Linked DNA regions of Zea mays: all the other regions are linked to region 2. A link is a contact called in public Hi-C data. All regions are on one chromosome and are shown on one strand. Each heading gives the region's core, a stretch centred on a gene start, on an enhancer-like site or on the middle of the called end of the contact. The rest is flanking DNA. Distances are from core to core; before and after follow the strand shown.

Region 1 (2,700 bases), core at 28-2,527, 340 kb after region 2:
GATTGCCAATTTCTTCTACTATTGCCAACCGATTTTCTTCTGCCACTGCCAACCAATCTGGCAAAGGTAAAGGAGAGGCTACAAATAGCAGACTGGTATAGCTACAATCTTTTACTCACATTCTTTAAAGATTATCATCACAATCAAAGTTCTAACAAGTGTCATTATGTAAAGGCAAAGGACTTCAGAGATTGGTGCCAGAGTGAATGGGCCAGACTAACTAGAACAAATGGCATCGAACTCTGCAGAGAAACACAAACAACATCAGATAAGGTAGGGGCAATGAGGGAATACAAGTTGAACATAAAGCTCCAAATATCTACAATCCAAACAAACTAGATAGGGATAATGTATAATCTAGATAATATAGAATCTAGATTTCGATTTGTATCTCATCTAAACGCAGCCTTCAGCAACCAATGGACCATTAGGACTGGTTTGGTGGACATGAAAATGAAGGGGGTCCATGGGTTTGAATCAACCCATGGATCCCCTCTATTTACCTGTCCACCAAACTAGCCATCAATGTTCGCCCACTACGCTTCCACTAAAACCACGACACATGCAAATACAATGCCAAGAAAACTGCCGCACATACCCTTTTCAAGTCCATCTACATCAAGGTTAGATATCTCGTGCGGGAAATCTCCGTCCATATTTCCCGTTCCCGTAGATAGACGGTTTTGGTTTCTGACGATTTTTTTCATTAATTTCATTTGAAAAAATCTTGATAAAAAATTATGAATTTTTTTATAAAAAATAGAGGGCTCAAGGAGTTCAGAAATATATTTGTTGTTCAAAAATTTATCTTTTGGTGTCAGAAAATTGAGTTCTTTTAGAACCATTAATCCGAACTCAAGCATGTTTTTACCGAAAACCGCTCAAGAACATTGAAAACCGTTTTTCAAATTAAAATTACAAATCGTTGGAGTTTAGCGGCTTTTGGACGGTTTTCGTCTGTGTCTTGTTCTCGGGGATAAGCGAGATATGGGTTTTAAACGAGATGGTGAACTTTGACCTACATACACTGACATCCAACAAAGACGCTTCAACTCCCGCACTTGGACCTACGTGTCAAACTCACGTCGACGCGCGTCCTGGGTTAGGCCAGCGCTGTTGAGGGAGACATTGGCAATTTTGCCATTATGATTTATGGGCTTCGCCAGTATGCCATCGGACCCACAAATCATAGACACAGATGGTCCCACCAGTCATAGACACGGGATGACATAATAACAGACAACCAAAATTGAGAGTGGCAAAATCACAAATTTCTCGCTGTTGAGGGTGAGGGATTCCAAATTTTTTTCCGTGTGTGTCTATATAAAAAAATTCGGGGGAGCATAATAACGGCCGCGCGAAAGAATTGATGGGAGATTTCTTTCTTATATAACCATCATCGGGGAAGCTTCTATTCCGAGATCCCTTGCCCTGTCCCTTGTCCCATTCCGTGCTTCCAAAGTTCCATTTCTCCCCCTCCTCCGGCCTAGTCGGCGCCTCGCTGACATGTGGGCCCCACCCGCGGCGTCGCCGACAGGGGCATTCCCCTCGCTCCGGCCGTCGAGGACGGCGGTGGTCCGCGTCCTAGTCACGCTGCCTGCCGCTGCGCGGCCGCAGGATCAGCCGCGGCGGCGGCTCTGTCTCGCGGTACCACGGCCCGCTCCGGAGATGGCCTCTGCGGCTGCTGAAGGGGAGGGGGAGGAGGAGGACGTGGTGGTGGTGGAAGGGGACACGGGGAAGAAGACGGCGGTGGAGATGGACGCGACGGTGAGGCGGGAGCTGGCGATCCGGAGACTGCGAGAGGAGGCCGAGGAGGAGGCGAACGAGGCGGGGACGAGGAGGAGGAGCAGCAGAAGGGATTTCGCCGTGTTCGAGACCGCCAGGGGCGACGCGCTCTTCACGCAATCGTGGACTCCGGCCGCCGACGATCGCCTCAAGTATTCACATCTGCCCTACCCCACTAACCCGCGACTTCCTTTTTTTGAATCATATAAGTGCGAGCTGTGTTGGAACGTGATGAAATCGAGCGGTTGGGTATTCAAACCTGACATGTTGAGATAATTTAGGACCGTGTTATTTTGGCGGGATTGATCTGTTAGATGGTTTGGTGGTGTTGCCGTGTTTGTAGCATCGAGCAGGTGCATGATTAAAATCCTTTTGTTTTTTGTTGTTGCTGTTTGCATTAGGGGAATCAGTTTGTCTTGTAGTGAAGGGGATTGGAAAACATGTCGATGTTATGTTCTACTGGGGCCGGAAGCTTGCATGTCTCTTCTGGAGCTTCTTTAGGATTAGATCATGCAAAAGTGGGGTTACTACAAGGAAATGTTGTTGGGGACTGTATTCTATTGGACCCACTTCACACCTAATGGTTAGAAGATTTCTTTGCATGTTTGTATTGGTATTTGGTAATGATCGAAAGAATCCTAGTTTCCTAGATGATTTGATTAGTATCAGCTCTTCTTTGAATTGTGCATTGTTGGTACCTTTTCAAGTGATGATATGGATACAAGAATGCACTAGCAAAGTAGACTTGATTTACAAATACCAAGGCCATGTTGCCTACACGTATGCATGTTCTAGATATCAAGACCTACATGTGTTATATGTTTTGGAAACCTTCAACCTACAGGAGGCATATTATCTTGAACTGTACATGAATGATGAAATGGTTACCAGTTTAATCCATGAGATGATACACTA
Region 2 (2,700 bases), core at 198-2,697:
AAACTTGCCACACACAACATCACAAGGACGATCTAACTGTTGCATTTATTGACTACTACTACTACTACATTTAATAAGTAGAGGAACGTAAACACATTCTTCTCTCCAACCACCACGGTCGATGCCCACAAAACCCGCTTGTGTAAGCATTTTTGTTTGATGATGCAGTGGTTTAACGGCATTGCGTTGTATCGAGCGTGAAAGAAGAAAGGTCGACGTGGGTGGTGGTGGTGGTGGCAAAGAGCGTGCAGAGGACGATGCGTCGAGTGAAAAAGGCAGGCAGCCAGGGCAGCATGCAGCAGGACACAGGAAGGGGGGAAGCCAGGACAGGAGCACACACACACACCTTGACACATGCAGCTGGCAGGAAACTCACCGCTTTGCACAAACACAAAGTACTCGCTTACTATGGGACTGCACTGCAAATTGATGAGAGAGGCCGGGTGGTGTGACTGCAGAATGTGGACCTGCTGGTCACTGAAGAGCCTGAGAGCCCGGCCTAGAGCTCTCCTCCTCTCCCCTCCACTGCAACACACACACATACATCCAATCTGAAAGCAGTACTGGGGAGAGAAGAAGTCTGCCTGCCTTGCCTTGCTCCTCCAGTCCTCCCCCGACCCCCGGCCGGCCGGCCGGCCGCCCCTCCCCCATAAAAAAAGGGTGCACTGCTCCACAGAGCAAGGGGTGGGGAGAGAAAGAGGAAGGGGAACCCAAGCCCTGGGGCGTGGGGGGAAAAATAAAGCATCCCAGCAGGCGCACGAGCTCAGACAGCCTTTTCGTCCCCCAAAAAATAATCAGATCATCATCAGTCAGTCGTCTCATGCAAAACAAAACAGGGGAAAAAAAATCAGATGCAGTCTTCTCCTACAATATCAATATGGAGCAGGAGTAGTACACATACCTACATGGACATGAACACAGATTTTTAATTCCAGGAGGTACGATTTTTTTTCTATAGTATACAATTATCAGTCCAGTCTTTATTGTGTGAGGAGGCCAGATGCAGGTGTGGAGACAAAAGCAATGGTTCCTTTGACTCCAATGGCCTCCTAAGTGTCATTTTCTCATACATGGTGATGCCTGCCCCTCCTTAACAACAAGATAATCTCATATTCTCTCTCTCTTTTCCCCCCTTCTTTGCTTCCTAGCTACCTCCTCCTTTATTTCCCTCTCTCTCTCTCTCTCTCTAACTTTTTATGATACTAGTAGCAATAAGGAGGAACAGCACAAGAGACCAGTTCATCCCTGGTTGCCTCTCACAGTCATCTTCTTGACAAGAGAGAGAAAGAGAGGAGAGAGTAACTCCAGTACTGGAGACACAGACACCCACCAAGGCCAAAGCAGAAGCACAAACGAGAGAAGAGAGCCCCCCCCTCTTCCACACAACACCAAGAACCTTCTCTTCCTCCTCTTGTATATATCCATCAATCGCATGAGCCCTCCTCCAAGCTAGCCGGGCATGAAGAGAGGAGAGACCGCGGGGTGGGAACTGCAAGCGTCGTGCGATCAGGAGAGAGGGGCGTCAGCCGAAGGTAGACGGCGGGCGATGGAGGCGAGCTCGGCCGCGTCGCCGGACCTGTCGCTGCACATCAGCCTGCCTAGCAGCGCGGCGGGGTCCGGCCCGTCCGGCAGGCGCGCCGCCGTGGGGGGAGGAACGGGAGGAGGAGGAGGCGCCGGGGGAGACCCGTGGCGGAGGCTGAACGGGTCCACAGCGTCCACGGAGCTGTCCCTGTCGCCGCCGGTCGAGCAGGAGCACGCGGACGCGCTGCCGTGGCGACACCGGCCGTCGGCGGCGGCCGCGTCCTCCGCGGCCACCACGTCGGCGGGCGCCACGCTGATGCCCGCCATGCCGATGCTTCAGCCGCTGGACGGCGGGGGCGGGCTAGGCGCCGGCGCCGGCGCAGGAGGGGGAGCGTCGGTGGCGCTGCCAATCCGAGGGATACCTATCTACAACGGCCCGGGGGGCTTCCCGTTCCTTCCGCCGGCCTCCGGGGCCGACGGCGCCCCCCTCCACCACCACCAGCAGCAGCAGAAGCTCGGGTTCTACGGCTCGTACCACCCGAGCACGTGGCCCTCGTCGCTCGGCTCCACGTCGCCGTCGCCGTCGCCGCTCGCGCCGGGCACGCCGCCGTCCCCGCTGCTGGACCCAGCGTCGGCGGCGTTCCTGTCCCCGGCCGCGCATCACCACCACCGGATGCTGTCGGCATCGGGCCGGCTCAACGGCATGCTCACCGACACCCTCCGCGGCTACGGCGCTGGCGGCGTCGGCGGACTGGGCGGCATCGTCGGCGGGCACCACCACCACCACCACCACCTCCACGGCGCGCAGCCGTTCGGCCTGGGCTCCCGGTTCATGCCCAAGCTCCCCGCCAAGCGCAGCATGCGCGCGCCGCGCATGCGGTGGACGAGCACGCTCCACGCCCGCTTCGTCCACGCCGTCGAGCTCCTCGGAGGCCACGAGAGTGCGTGCCCCCCGGCCCCCGAACAACAGCAACCACGGCTGAATTACACCTCCGATCCCCGTCCTCCGATCCCTGTTCTCAAAATAAATATATCTCCCTCTCCCTCGCCTGCAGGGGCTACGCCCAAGTCGGTGCTGGAGCTCATGGACGTGAAGGATCTGACCCTAGCCCACGTCAAGAGCCATCTCCAGGTACGCGCGCTAGCACTTCGGCCATTGCCAACCAACCATCTCCGAAA
Region 3 (2,700 bases), core at 18-2,517, 260 kb after region 2:
ATAAATTGTTTTGTGATAAAAATACAAGAAAAAAAACACATTGAATTAATAGTTACAGACCATCCCAAGAAACACATATAGAATTACAACATTTTAGTGATATAAAGTTACAAGTAATGGTCAAAGTCGCATATCTAAGCCATGAAAAGTCAGAAACACTAAATAAAAAAAGCAGAGGGATTATTAATAAGTTCCTGGAAGGCTAGAAGCAGTTGACCTGTCTTTTGGCCTTTTTATGGCAGTTGGTGCACAGCACTCTTAAGGTATTGTGAGCAAATTGGAATGTTTATGGAAAGGAAATGCGTAACAAAATAGAAATAAACCAAACAATAAAATAATTAACAAATGCATCAACTTGCATATCAGCTAACCACAGAATTCTTTAATCACACATGTTAGAGCATACAAAAGACCACCATACTTTCATTAAAAATAAATTCTAATATATATGTGTGTACCTTACAGTTATTATACATTTTCCTCAGTCACCGTATGTGAAACTTATAGTTACCCATGCATTTCCCTCGGTTCACTGTACACTAATTTAGTTATCAGGTACACATGTGGAATCTATAGCACCTACACCGTCCAGAATTGCAGGTGAGTTTCCCTTGTATTACTCCACTACATGCTTGACCCCAAATTATAGTCAGATAAAACAAAAGATGTCATAATCACCGTAATTTCCATCACTGTATCCAGATCAATCGCTACCCAATTACTGACCTAGCAACCACAGGAAATTTCCAATGGCCTATATAAGCCTCTAATAACAATAACCCTCCTCGACCACCTTCCCATCTGCAATCTGAACCCAGTCCAGCTAGCCCCCCCCCTGGAATAGGGAATTGTTGTAGCATCGTCTAGCTCCTCGACGCACCCCCCAAACTCGCATGCGCAGAAAATCAAGGTAACCGCCAGGCAACCAAATAGCAACGACGGTTTCCGGCCCCATAGAATAATCTCCTGTCCATTCAGCCACAGTATCTGACCGAAAACGAGAATCAAACAACAACGGCGCGGCTGACCCCGACGAATTGTGGGGCAGCCGTAATTTGGGCGAGAAGCCGAGGGGAAATTAGTGGCGTAGCGGACCTTTGAAGGCCTTTTGGAGGTCGATGGCGTCCTGCCGTGGGTTGGGGGGCGCCGGCGGCAGGGTGAGGCTCGCCATCGCCGGCAATCGCTGCGCGGGCGCGCTGCGCGCGATTCGATTCGATTTGGTCGGCTCGTGGAGGGAGATTAGCGAAATGGGTAGGTGCAATTCGTGGTGCGCGCTTTGCGGTAAAGTATGAGGAGGAGTAGGACGGAGATAGCAAGGAGCTAGCGTGGACCGCGTCTAGCCGTCCGAGACGTTACGTGGTGGTTTCAACGGGCGGCACAACACTGACCGGCCCCAGACCCTGCCTCGGCAGTCGCGGCCTCTCGGGTTGCCGCGTTTATAGTTGGAGGCAAACGTTTTGTGCATACCATGCTCTGCCGCTTTCCTCTCCCATCATTTCAGTTTCTCTGCTGTAAATTAATTTGTTAGAATGGATAGCTCTTTCAAAACAGGTCATGAACTTGTAAAATAGAGTTAGTCCAGTTAGAAATGTTTGTCAAAATAAGTCATATATTATTTTTAAATATTAAGCATCATTTGTGGTACTATACACGACCGAAAGATCCGACCTGAGGACCGGACGGTCCGGCCTTAAGCGTGGACGGTCAAGTTGGGAAGGTCCTTAAAATATTGCACAGGTAATAACTCGTAACGCCTACATGTTGCAAACATCGCAAGGTAAAGGCTTGCACAAGGTGTTGAATGGTTGTTTCCTAAAGCAATATCATCTTAATTTGTGGCAAGATGTTAAAACTGATGTTGTCACATCGAGTTGATTCCAGCCTGCACCAGTGCTTTTGGTTCGCTCAGTTTCTCCAAAAGGCAGGGATGCATGTGTTGAGCACCATTTGTGCCACTGGGCACAGCCGGACGGTTCGGCCCAGAGGACTGAACGGTCCGCAATTAGATCATATCAGGCGTAACTAATCCCTTTTCGCGCATGTTTATCCCTCTAAACCCGCGGTTGCTGTTGGGAGACGCTTAGGAACAGGTACATACCTCCTCCTATATATATGAAGGGGTACAGCCGATTGCGATGACCAACAATAGAACTACAATCAATATATCTTCCGTTCTTTACCTTTTGCCGTAGGAGTAGACAGTAACGTAGCTTCCTCTCTCTAATCTTCACCTATTTTCGGCTCTACGTCCTATAGAGACGTCTTGGGTAGCCTGCCGATCCCAACACAAACCCTAGAATCTCTCCTCCACGACGGGATTCCACCCAGGAGCGAGATCCAGGTGCTGTTGGCGAACGCCGCCGCCCCTGTGCACGCGCGGACCGTCCGGCTCGTCAGCAGGGAACTCTCACCTCTGCGCCAGGCCGCCGACCGTCTAGCCCTTGGTTGTAGACCGTCCGACCTGCTACAGCTGCCCCCAAGGTAAGTGAGACAAATGAAATCCAATCTCTTAAAGCTTACATAGACGAGCAGCGAGAACAAATGCAACACATCATAGGGTTATGCAAAATCATTATAAGAGGCTAGTGTGTGCATTCAATAAATCTATCGTCACAAATTTTCCATCGCACGAGGTTGAAACTAGGGAAAATACACGCGATTCAACAGTTCTAGATTGGCATGACCAATCCTAACCCCTTT

The links. Hi-C and Micro-C count contacts between places; a contact is called where the count stands out from the background.
Region 1: a Hi-C map of tassel shows a contact between it and region 2, with 2.0 times the contacts expected there. The contact joins the promoter of LOC103632711 here to the promoter of LOC100280930 in region 2. A contact is called at or near these places in 3 of 25 Hi-C or Micro-C datasets (bundle sheath, ear and tassel).
Region 3: a contact with region 2 is called in a Hi-C map of tassel, with 3 times the contacts expected there. The contact joins the promoter of LOC100193535 here to the promoter of LOC100280930 in region 2. A contact is called at or near these places in 2 of 25 Hi-C or Micro-C datasets (ear and tassel).

What each region holds. Positions count from the first base shown.
Region 1 is chr7:111,576,834-111,579,533 of Zm-B73-REFERENCE-NAM-5.0, reverse strand. It overlaps LOC103632711 (monoacylglycerol lipase), which reads left to right and starts at 1,277. Exons shown (of 7, transcript XM_008654456.4): 1 at 1,277-1,937. The coding sequence starts at 1,507.
Region 2 is chr7:111,916,993-111,919,692 of Zm-B73-REFERENCE-NAM-5.0, reverse strand. It overlaps LOC100280930, which reads left to right and starts at 1,447. Exons shown (of 6, transcript NM_001366637.1): 1 at 1,447-2,462; 2 at 2,577-2,653. The coding sequence starts at 1,460.
Region 3 is chr7:111,654,349-111,657,048 of Zm-B73-REFERENCE-NAM-5.0, reverse strand. It overlaps LOC100193535 (Annexin D5), which reads right to left and starts at 1,267. Exons shown (of 7, transcript NM_001138646.2): 1 at 1,096-1,267. The coding sequence starts at 1,171.